3 separate regions of the Mus musculus genome follow, and regions 2 and 3 are each linked to region 1. Evidence: chromatin contacts called from public HiChIP or PLAC-seq and promoter capture Hi-C data. All regions are on one chromosome and are shown on one strand. Each heading gives the region's core, a stretch centred on a gene start, on an enhancer-like site or on the middle of the called end of the contact. The rest is flanking DNA. Distances are from core to core; before and after follow the strand shown.

The links. Promoter capture Hi-C pulls out the DNA fragments that hold promoters and counts their contacts. HiChIP or PLAC-seq counts read pairs in DNA pulled down with a chosen protein or histone mark.
Region 2: a contact with region 1 is called in a promoter capture Hi-C map of pre-B cells, with 2.7 times the contacts expected there. The contact joins the enhancer-like site here to the promoter of Ciz1 in region 1. A contact is called at or near these places in 7 of 39 promoter capture datasets (3T3-L1-derived adipocytes, the C10 cell line, embryonic stem cells and 4 more), 1 of 15 datasets of contacts at CTCF or cohesin (the NIH/3T3 cell line), 5 of 115 datasets of contacts at active chromatin or transcription factors (SST interneurons, bone marrow-derived macrophages, embryonic stem cells and 2 more) and 3 of 9 other capture datasets (adipose tissue, liver and pancreatic islet).
Region 3: a contact with region 1 is called in an H3K4me3 HiChIP or PLAC-seq map of embryonic stem cells, with 8 times the contacts expected there. The contact joins the enhancer-like site here to the promoter of Ciz1 in region 1. A contact is called at or near these places in 9 of 39 promoter capture datasets (the 3T3-L1 cell line, 3T3-L1-derived adipocytes, the C10 cell line and 5 more), 2 of 15 datasets of contacts at CTCF or cohesin (embryonic stem cells and pro-B cells), 27 of 484 Hi-C or Micro-C datasets (B cells, the G1E-ER4 cell line, the N1E-115 cell line and 12 more), 9 of 115 datasets of contacts at active chromatin or transcription factors (T-cell acute lymphoblastic leukemia, Th17 cells and embryonic stem cells) and 3 of 9 other capture datasets (adipose tissue, liver and pancreatic islet).

Annotation. Positions count from the first base shown.
Region 1 is chr2:32,361,204-32,365,004 of GRCm38.p6, reverse strand. Ciz1 (CDKN1A interacting zinc finger protein 1) reads right to left here and starts at 1,807. Exons shown (of 17, transcript NM_028412.2): 1 at 1,707-1,807; 2 at 1,026-1,200; 3 at 671-786. The coding sequence starts at 1,195.
Region 2 is chr2:32,512,528-32,516,475 of GRCm38.p6, reverse strand. No RefSeq gene overlaps it. Among named protein-coding and RNA genes, the nearest start is that of Fam102a, 21 kb to the left of the region's middle. Within about 2 kb of position 2,010, at least 63 of the 459 cell types and tissues checked have an H3K27ac peak or open chromatin away from gene starts, as enhancers often do. A contact at or near this core is called in adipose tissue, bone marrow-derived macrophages, embryonic stem cells and 2 more, where this site is marked.
Region 3 is chr2:32,135,996-32,139,594 of GRCm38.p6, reverse strand. No RefSeq gene overlaps it. Among named protein-coding and RNA genes, the nearest start is that of Prrc2b, 13 kb to the left of the region's middle. Within about 2 kb of position 1,599, at least 336 of the 459 cell types and tissues checked have an H3K27ac peak or open chromatin away from gene starts, as enhancers often do. A contact at or near this core is called in B cells, the G1E-ER4 cell line, the N1E-115 cell line and 10 more, where this site is marked.

The DNA.
Region 1 (3,801 bases), core at 558-3,057:
AGATAAGGACGGTGGATCCCCTGGAGCTGGAGTCACAGGCATCAGGAGTTGCCCTGTGTGGGTGATGGACCCTAACTCAGGCCCTCTGCAGAGCAGCAAGAACTCCTGCCCTCTGACCCATGACCTCTGACCCATCTCTCCGGCCCCCGTGGGTTTTTACTGTTGCTGTTGTTGTTTTTCTATTTTAATACATTATTTTCACTATGACAAGCATAACTTTTAAAATGGGAAAAGAAAAGGTGGTGTACATATGTGCATATTGTGACCTGCTGTGGGATTTTTTTCTCTCTCGAATCATCCACGCATCTTTTGAAAGTCACCCCGAAAGGCTGTCCACGCTGGGGTCCTGGTAGGGATACCAAGTGATGGCTGTCTAATTAGCTTCTACCTGTGTTGTGACTATGGGCACATGGTCCCTCTTCTGGGCCTCAGGTTGCTATCCTCATTTGTAGAGGGGGGTTACGGGTGTGCCTCCCCTTAGGTTTATCAGCAGAGGCAGGAACGGCCAGCACCGTAGCCCGGTAACCCTGTACTTAGCAGAGTAGCCTGTGGACTTCATCTCCTGGGAGCCTGGTATCTTCATCTATAAGGATGCTGTTAGGGCCGCTGTGAGTGTTGGTAAGAATGAATGGGTTAGGAAGAAGCTGAGGGCCACGGGGAACTGCCATACCTTGCAACTGCTGTAGGAGCAAAGCTCTTTGCAGCATGGGGCCATTGAGCAGGGAGGTCGAGTGGAGGCCCTGGAGACTCAGAAGCTGTTGCGGGGATGACTGCTGGGGGAGGCCCCTGTGTGATGGGAGTAGGGTGTCAGAGGGGTCCTGGGAAAGCCATCTACCCGGAGGTCTCTCACCTCCATTCTCTCCATCTCAATGGCAGATGGAGGATCCCCTCCAAGGTAGAAACTGATGACATTTAATACTCAAACAAGGATGCCCCTGGGGAAAAAATAACTACTGGGAGCCAGGCTCCAAAATGTGGGTCTGAGCCGTCAGACCTCAGACTGCTCCTGGAAGTGGAAAACTCACCGGCTGACAGGAATGGACAAGGAGGCCTGTGGTGGGGACTGTTGCAGCAGCTGTTGGAGCTGCAGTATCTGCTGTTGCTGCTGCTGGAGCTGCTGCTGCTGGAGCTGCTGCTGCAACTGTTGCTGCTGCTGCTGCAACTGTTGCTGCTGCTGGAGTTGCGGGTTGAACATGGTGGCTGAAGGGGGTATGGTGGGTAGGGTCAGATCACCACTTTGGGATGATCCAGCTTCTCTCCCCTCCCAAAACACCCACCCCAGCATAACGCCTGCTAAGCTTCACCGCTACACAGTCCCACCCACGCCAAGAGCACGCTGCATTTATACCCGGGGCTTCGGGGCTTCCAGTTCTTCCGGTCAGCTGCCAGAACAGGATACACACACAGACACGCCTTCAGTTCTTTATCTTCCCTCCCATCTCTTCAACTCTGGCGGTCCAACCTTCTAATCGGAGCACACCTTTCCACTCCCATCTCCTGCCTGTCAGTCACTCTACACTTCCTGGTGCTTCCCGTGCACACTTCCCTGTTTTGGATTCCGCTGTCCTCTCCCTAAATTGTGTCACTTAAATCCATGAACCCTGGATGGGAAACGCTTCCGTCCGCCGCAGCACACCCCCACCCCGCTCCGTTGTCCCTCATCCCTCCACTCCCTTCCCTCGCAGATATAGCCAACGCCACTTAACTAATCCTGTGGCCTCGCCTGTCCACAAAGCCCGTAGGCTCTCTGCAAGTAGCCGCTATCCCTGCGGTCCACCCTTCCCGGGGTGCCCAACCCTCCTCCACTGTCGCTTCCGGGGCGGGCACCACACTGGCTCCCCCTCACCTCCCGGCAATCCACGAAAACCGAAACCGTGAAAGCCACGAGCTGACTCGTAAGGCGGGCTCCGGAGCTCCCGGGCTGCTCGGGACGGTGACCGGACCGGGACACTCCGAAGGCCCAGCGGCTGGCCACTCCCGCGCAGAGCGCCCTCTGGAGGTGCGGAGGCCTCAGCGCGGACGCCGCGGCGGGCGAACAAGCCTCGCGCGCAGGTCACGTCGCGGGGACCGCGACCAATCTGCAATCGCTAGAGCCGCGGTGGCTCCCAGGTGCTATGAGGCGCCGGGCAGCGTAGGCTCCTGTCCCCAGATCCCAGCATCGGGAAGGGGCGATTCTGAGTTCCCACGGCCGTCTGTTTATCTGGCAGGGGCAAAGGGGACCGACAGTCGGTCAGATCCCAACTGACCTCCCCAATGCCACCACTGTCCCCAGATCCCGAGCCCGCGTGGGGCTGGGACAAGAGCAAGCGGGCGCGCGTATGTGTGGTGAATTCAGCTTTAAAAAAATAGTTTTGTTTTTTACATTTTTTTAAAAAAGATTTAGTTTATGTGTATGAGTGTTTTGAACGTATGTGTATCTGTATATCGTGTATATCTTGTACATCCTGGAACTAGAGTTAGAAACATTTGTGAATTGTCTTGTGAGTGCTAGGAATCGAACCCAGCTCCTCTGCAAGAACAAGTGCTCTTAACCACTGAGCTATCTCTCCTCATCCCCGTTTTTTGTTTTTTTGTTTTTGTTTTTTTTTGTTTTTTGTTTTTTTTTGGTTTTTTTTTTTTTTGGTTTTTTTTTTTTTTTTTTTGGTTTTTGGTTTTTTGAGGCAGGGTTTCTCTGTATAGCCCTGGCTGTCCTGGCACTCACTTTGTAGACCAGGCTGGCCTCGAACTCAGAAATCCGTCTGCCTCTGCCTCCCGAGTGCTGGGATTAAAGGCGTGCGCCACCACGCCCGCCTCTCACCCCCGTCTTTTAAATATGTATTCTTATTTCAGGTGTATGAATGTTTTGCCTGCATGTATGTGTGTGTACTTTGTATGTGCCTAGTGCTTGCAGAGGTCTAAAGAGGGCATCTGATCCCCTAGGAAGAAGTTTGTGGATGGTTGTGAGCCACCTGTGGGAGTGCTGGGAGCTGAACCTGGGTCCTTTGGAAGAAGAACAAACGTTAACCACTTAACAAGTTCCCAAGCCTCTGATTTCCTTTTCCGTTTCATTGTGTTGTGTAGCAATGGCTACATATGGAAACTCACTATAGACCAGACTGGCCTCGAATTCACAGAAACCCGCTGGCTTCTGCCACCACGTCTGACACAGTTACTTTCTTTAATGGCTCTTACCTGCCCCTAAAAAGGTCCTGCCACTGCGGACACCCCTTAGCCCCACTGGTCTTGGCAATTCTTTTATCTTGTTCATCCCCCCACTTCGCGCCCAGTGTAGACTGAGAGGACTGGCCGCTCGGCGGCGCTAGGGACCGCAGAGGACAGATCACTACTGCGCAGTCAGGTGACTGCGCTAACCTGAGGCTCGGGACTCGCCCGGGGGTAATGGGCTCAGGAGGCGAGAGTTCTCGCTCCACTGGGACCTCTTTCGCAGTTGTTGGCGTTAATAGCACTAAAGTGGCTCATCCTGGCCAGAGCGAGCTGGGATGGCCGCGGCTGGGGGTCTGCGGCTGGGGTCTGCGTGTTTAGGAAGCTTGAATGGCGTAATCATCCTTGAAGGATAGGCGTATCTAAGTGACAGGAGTAAATTCATCGGTCGGAAAACTTCCGTGAACCCAGCACATGGGGAGGCAGAAGCAGGGGGGTCGCTAGCCAGCAATAATAATAATAAATAATTAGTAATAATAGTTGTTGTTATTTTAAAGTTAAAAAAAACAAAACAAAACACAAACAAACCGCACTCTAGCTTGGCTGGGCATAGTGGCCCCAGCCTATAACCTTAATGCTTGAGAGGCAGAGGCGGACTAG
Region 2 (3,948 bases), core at 761-3,260, 150 kb before region 1:
GGAGGGTCTCAAAGCCCATGCCCACCATGACACACTTCCTTCAACAAGGCCACACCTATTCCAACAAGGCCATGCCTTGTAAAAGTGCCACTCCCTGGGCCAAGCATATTCAAATCACCACACAAAGTAAGCACTGGGTGGGTGGATATTCTGGGCAGAAATGGATGGGCTTCATCACAGAAGATACTAAAAGATGGAGAAGAAGACAGTGAAAACATTAACTGTCGTTTCTTAGCTATGAATGTTTATAGCTTTCCTTCCTGTTCTATAGGGACCAATAAATTCTTCCTATGGAAAAAGAATATGACTTGATTTCTAGAAATAGTAGGAGATTACATGAGTGGGTGCCTGTGAGGTACTCGAGTGGGTGCCCGAATTGTAGAAGGGTTTGGGTCAGTGCTAAATTGACATTAAATACTTCTGGTTTGGCATGGAGACTTGACTTAGTGGTTAAGAGCACTTGATGCTCTTGCAGAGGACCCAGGTTTAATTCCCAGCACCCACACAGGGACACACAACCCAGGGGACCTGGCTAACCACCTAGGGTACCTGTCACACATGGGTGCAGTGCACTTAAAACACACAAACAAAATGTTCATATACATAAAATAATAAAATAAATTCTATTTTTTTTTGAGGTAGGGTTTCTCTGTATAACCTTGACTGTCCTGGAACTTGGTCTGTAGACCAAGCTGGCCTCAAACTCACAAAGTTCCTCACGTCTCTGCCTCCTAAGTCCTGGGATTAAATCCTGTGCCTCTGTGGCAGGTTTTAATTTTTTTTAATAAAAAAATAATGCTACACTGTGCAGTGGTGGCAGGTGTCTTTAATTCCAACACTCTGAGGAAGAGGCAGGAGGATCTCTAAGTTCAAGGCCTACCTGGTCTACAGAGTGAATTCCACGACAGCCAGGACTACATAGAGTGACCCTGTCTTGAAACAAACAAACAAACAAACAAGCACACACACACAAAACCAGAAAAGCAAAAACAAAAGCTAGTGGTTGGGTGATAGTCCCCTGAGCTCCCTGCCCTGGGGCTTGTCTGACAGCATCCTCCAGCGTGGGAACTGTTTAGCTGGTAGAAAGTAATATTTTTATGTTTATTTATGCAAACATGTACCATATGGGTGTGAGATCCCCGGGAACTGGACTTACAGACAAACAGTCGTGGGTGATGGGAACCAGAACCTCTGTAAGAGCAGCCAATGCTCTTAACTACTAAGCCATTGCTCCAGCCCCTTTCGACCGACAGGCTTTACTCTGTAGCCCAGGCTAGCCTGGAACTCACAGCAACCTTTCTAGCTCAGCATCCCCAGTGCTGGGATTACAAGCATGAGTCGCCAATCCGTGTGTGTACAACTCACCAGGAGTGGACACGAGTCCAAGGAAGCAGAGAAGAAAGCAGGCCGTCATTGGTCTGAGACTTCAACTGGCTTTCTAGGTACTTTTTGCTCCTCTAGGGCCCCCTGCCCTTATGTCTCCCCCTCCCCACTCTTTGTAGGGAAGAATTGCCCCTGACTGGATGGCAGAGGACAGTTGCAGGTATCAATCCTCAGGCAACTTTTATGGGGGGGGGGGGGGCGTCTCTCACCTGCCTGGAACTTTGCCACGTAAGCCAGGCAAGCTGTCTCAATTCTATTTCCATCTCCCTCTGCAGCTGGAATTTGCCTGGCTATTCCACCATGCACTGCTTTTTACTTGCGTTCTGGGGATCTGAACTGCAGTGTTCACTTTTGCAAGCACTTCAGTGACTGAGCCAGCTAGCCAGCCCCAGAGGAAGCTAAGTGTAGGAGGGGCCATCTGTCCCAAGGCAAACCTATGCATTTTCCACTACCTGGGCCTGCCTCTGCAGAGGAAACATCTCTGGCCCTGGGGCCGCCAGCACACCAGGGCGGGCACCAGTGATTTACTGATGTTCCGAGCCTGACCCTGTGCCTTCCGGGAAGCATCTGTGGCTTCTCCTGTCACTGCCACAGAGAGCCTGGGACAAGCTCTGCCAGCCAGCACAGGAAGCCCTTCAGTCTGTGTCATCTCCCGTCCCCGGCAGACAGGAGCCTCTATGAGGTCAGCAGGGACAGGCTCCACTCAGAGCCTCCTTTTTTTTTCTCTTGCAAAATAGAAATTGCTTTCTTTATTATACATATAAGTGCAGACGGGTGGGGTTTGTCCTTAAAAAAAATTGTTATGCAGAAGCAGGAAGGTTGAAAGAAAAAAGCCTCCTTACCTCTGATCCCATTTCCCAGAAAACACACAAGCACGCTCAGTCCTACCCCAGAAACGAAGTTGAACTGTACACGGTGTGAGACTCGAGATGTTTGAAGAGATAGGTCTCACTTTGTACCTCAAAGTGGCTAGGAACTCATTATGTGGCCCAAGGTGATTTCTAATTTGCTAAGGAAGCTGCCTCAGACTTCCGAATCTCAGGATTATAGATATAAACACCTCAGCTTTCATTTTGTTCTGTTTTATTTTTGAGACAGTTTCCTGTGTAATCAGGGTTGGCCCTGAACTCACCACAGTCTTTCTGCCTCAGTTTCCCAAGTCGGCATCTAATTTTCTAATTATTATTATTATTATTATCATTATTATCATTATTATTTTGGCTTTTTGAAGACAGGGTTTCTCTGTGTAACCCTGGCTGTCCTGGAACTCACTCTGTAGACCAGGCTGGCTTCGAACTCAGAGATCTGCCTGCCTCTGCCTCCCATGGGCTGGGATTAAAGGCATATGCCAGCACTGCCATGCTGGGCTCAAACTAGTTTTATTTTGTTTTGTTTTTAAAATATTTTATTTACTTTTGTGGGTATGACTGTTTTGCCTGTATGTGCTGGGAACTGAGCCCCGACCACCTGCAAGAACAGGGAGAAGCAAGCCATCTCTGAAGTGCCCAAAATAGTTTTAATAACTGCACAGTTTTTATTTAAAACTATTTTTTCCTTTTAACTTTTGCTGATATGCACTTCTTTAAACCCGGCACTTTAATCCCAGAGGCAGGAGAATCTCTGTGAGACTAGGCCAAGCAGGGTTACAAAGACAGACCCTGTCTCAAAAATAAATAAAAGCTCCCAGGGCAGCAGTGGGACACACCTTTAATCTCAGCAATCAGGAGGCAGAGGCTTGTGGGTATTTGAGTTCAAGGCCAGCCTGATTAAGAGCCAGTTGACTAGGACAGTCAAAATTTACAGAGAAACAGAGAAACCCTTTCTTAAAAAAACAACAAACCTCTCTCTCTCTCTCTCTCTCTCTCTCTGTACACGTACTCTCAGGAGCACTTGTTTTAGGGTGTGTGTGTGTGTGTGTGTGTGTGTGTGTGTGTGTGTGTGTGTAGATCAGAGAACAACTTTCAGGAGTTAGTTCTCTTTTCATGGCATTGGTCCATGGGTTCCAACTCAAGTCGGCAAGCTTTAAGGCAAACACCTTTTACCATCCGGTCAGCCCCCAATAATTTCCTGACATGATTTTCGCAACTTTATGACCCCCACCAGGAGCAGTGCAGTTCTAGGGACTGCGTCCTTCCTAGGACTTGGTGTTCTTAATCTTTTCTGTTTGGGGACCTGGGCGTGGCACAGTGCCACACTGGTCTCACTGTCACCTGTCCCCAGTATCTTGGTTACATCTCATTGCTGCAAAGAGATGCCCGACAGAAGCAACTTAGCGAAGGGAGGGCCAACTTGGCTAATGTCAGAGGGTGACGAGGATGGAAGTGCATGTTAGCTGAGGTGGGGCTTCTGGCACATGGGTCCTCAGTGAGAAGCAGACAGCCGTGTGAGCACCCGGTTTCCTTCCTGCTTCTCTCTTTTTTACTTATTCACTTAACATCCTGCTCACTTCTCCCCTCCTGGTCACCCCCTTCCACAGTTCTTCCCTCCATCTCCTCTGCTCTTCTCCTCTAAGGATGTGGGGCCTCCCTTGGGTATCTCCCCACCCTGACACTTCAAGTTTCTGCA
Region 3 (3,599 bases), core at 350-2,849, 230 kb after region 1:
ATGAGAGAGTAGGGTTCTCTGAGCCAGGTCCCCATAGGTCAGGGGCCCGTGGAGTTCCATGCAGAGCTGTGAGCAATGGCTTTTCCCAGATGCTCGGCCCTAGCCTCAACTCTCAGGAGAGGTTACAGGTTCTAGTATTTTCAAAGGAGAATTAACTAATGAAATACCAGACAGTTTGGCTAAGTCTCGGGCCAGGCGGCTGCAATGTTTCTGGCCCTTATTGACTTCTTTAGCCTCATTTCTTCCCTGTTTCCTTTTTACCCACAAGGCTTTTCCTCACCTCTGGACCTCTGATGGTGTGAATCCTTCCCATTTCCTGTTAACTCCCTTCGCATGGGTGTGTCCTACCCACCCCTCCGGACTCAGCTTGCTGGTGTTCCCCATGGGTACCTATCTCCAAATTACCACTGTCAGATTTTCTGATTTCCCTCCCTTGGTCCTCACTTAACTGCTTAGGAGACTGGAGATAGCAGTCTGGTGGTGTGCACTGGGGGAGGAGGAGATAGTGTTGTGATGTCCATGTTCATTGCTTATTATGGGTTAGGCATCATTCTGAACATGTTGATACAAACTCACTTGATCTTCACAAGAATCTAGAGACAGCTTCTGTTTATACCTTCATTCTAAAGAAGATATTGTATGAAAGGGTTACATGCCTTGCTTGAAATAGCTAAGAATGTATGTTCAGGGCCTGGCCTCAACCCAGGCAATCTGTCTCCAGGGCTTACACACACATTTGCCAGGCGCCTGCCTCTCTACAGACAATAAAAGGAAAGTCTGCAGAGTGAAGTGCTGCTACCCCGGGGGAGGGTACAAAAGGACCCTCTGGGGTAAAAGAGGGAAACATGATCTTTTTATTTCTGATTATCTGATCTAAAAAAAACAAAACCAAAAAAACCACTTCAGTAATATGCAGCATACAGACTGACCAGGGACCCTTATCTCAGCTGAGGGTCAATCCATGTAAATCCATATTAGTACAATTTCATATTGTTCTGACTTCCTCAAAGAACCAAGCGGGCATCTGTTGCAGTGCTCGCTAAGTGGATTAATGCCCTAAGCGTTTTTGTCCTATTTAAACTAACGCTCATAGAGTGGATGAATTTTCAAAGAATCACATTCTAGAGGGTGTGGTGATGCTCGCTTGTAATCTCAGAACTCAAGGGGAGGAGGCAAAAAGATCAGTTCAAGATCCTCGTACACACAAGGAGTTCAAAGCCAGCCTAGGCTTTACTAGACTCTGTCTCAGAAAACAAAACAAAACAAAAAAAAAAAAAAATATATATATATATATATATATATATATATATATATATATATATATTTCATGCAGTGTACTACAGACGGGTCATCAAACCCAGGAATAGCACAGCCTGCAACGCCTCAGCGTTCCCGCGCATGCGCAGATCCGTGTTATCGCGGGGTAGAGGGTGGGGCCTTATAGCCGCATCCCTTTCCTTTCCCCCTCTTGTTTTTTTTTGGGGGGGAGGGGCAGGGGTTTACTGTCTCGCATTGTGATTGGACGAGCTATGGTCGGGGGTAAGCGATTGGGTGAAGTTTCTGCCTCTCTCCCAGAAATTTGCTCCGATTGGCTGAGATTCCGCGACGCGCTGTGAGGTCATCCGTACTGCGACGTCCGGCAGATTGTGGGGCTGGCAGCGCCCGGTTGTTATTGGCTGCTGTGCGGTCCGGGTCGCCCGGGATCCGGCCGCAGCGGGTTTCCTCGAGTTTGGAACCCAGGCTTGGTAACTTAGTAAGCAGCTAGGAGCAGTCAGTCCCCTGCAGATACAGAACACCGGGCTGTCTGTCTTGTGTTTCAGAGACGGGGTTTCTCACTCAAGTCACGCTCTGTCTGGGCAGCGAGCTGCTGAAGTCATCCTCCTGTCTCCGCCTTTCCAGCTCTGCGGTTTTCCACCACGCATGGTGCTGGAGATTGAAATCACGTCCTCCTGCCTTCATGGCTAGCCGTTTTCCCACCGAACTCTTTCCTTAGCCACCACTAGTCAAAGGCCAGTTGCTGGGCGGCCTTATTAACCGGTCTCTGGTGGCAGGAGAGGAACTTCAGGGGAAGTGTAACCAGCCAAAGGCTTTGCAAAGTTGGTCTGAAGTTCTGAGGCCTGTAGAAAGCGAATCGTACCCAACCACATTTTGTTATTGATCTTGTTTGGTTTTTTGTTTTTCCAAGGCAAAATCCTCTCTATAGTCTTGTTTGTCCTGGTTCTGACTTAAAAAAAACACCAGGTATGAACATGAGGCACATGTATACGTGCAGACAAAATACTCATGCACATCAAATACATATCTAACAAAACCACAAAATAATAATAAAAGTGGAGAGCTATTAGGAAGGCATGTAAGGTCGCCTGTGGCCTCCAGGAGTTCATGCAGAAATGTTATAAATTAGCTGGGCGGTGGTGGCACACGCCTTTAATCCCAGCATTTGGGAGGCAGAGGGAGGATTTCTGAGTTCGAGGCCAGCCTGGTCAACAAAATGAGTTCCAGGACAGCCAGGGATACAGAGAAACCCTGTCTCAAAAACCAAACAAACAAACAAACAAAAAGTTATAAATTTGTCAAAGTGGACCAACTGTCCTCAGAGAAATGAGAATACTTGTACACAAAAGTTTATAACAGCTGTGACCAGAAAGATGTACCCACCCTCATTAGTCCCCAGCTCATGTGTGTTGTTACTGGACCTGCGTGGGGAATGGGCGGGTGTGACTAAGGATCCCAGCAAATACAGTGGAATCCTTGGGGCTGACAACAGTTGCAGAGGTGATTGATGGTTGTGCTCTTGGGACATGAGGAAGGGACCATGAGCTAAGGGACTAACGATAAACTCGACAGCATTTGGATCTCTTAAGAAGCAGACTGAAGGCTGGAAGATGGCTCAACGGGTAAGAGCACTGACTGCTCTTGCAAAGGTCCTGAGTTCAAATCCCAGCAACCACATGGTGGCTCACAACCACCTGTAATGAGATCTGACGCCCTCTTCTGGTGCATCTGAAGCCAGCTACAGTGTACTTAGATATAATAATAAATAAATCTTTAAAAAAAAAGATTGTTTTAAAAAGAAAGGAAGAAAGAAAGAAAGCAAGCAAGCAAGCAAGCCGGGCATGGTGGCGCACACCTTTAATACCAGCACTTGGGAGGCAGAGGCAGGCAGATTTCTGAGTTCAAGGACAGCCTGGTCTACAAAGTGAATTCCAGGACAGCCAGGGCTATACAGAGAAACCCTGTCTTGAAAAACCAAAAAAAAAAAAAGAAGAAGAAGAAGAAAAAGAAGAAGCAGCAGCAGCAGACTGGGTCAGGAGTTAGGGGTGGGGGAGGCTTAGAGGACAGGGTCACAAACGGCCTGAGAAAATTAAAACATGAAGGTATCATTTCTTATAAAAATAATTTTATTTTATGTGCATTGATGTGAGGGTGTCAGATCCCCTGAAACTGGAGGTACAGACAGTTATGAACTTCATGTGGTTGCTGGGAATTGAACCCAGGTCCTTGGAAGAGCAGCCAGTGCTCTTAGCCACTGAGGCATTTTTTTTTTTCCAAGACAGGGGTTTCTCTGTATAGCCCTGGTGATCCTGGAACTCGCTCTG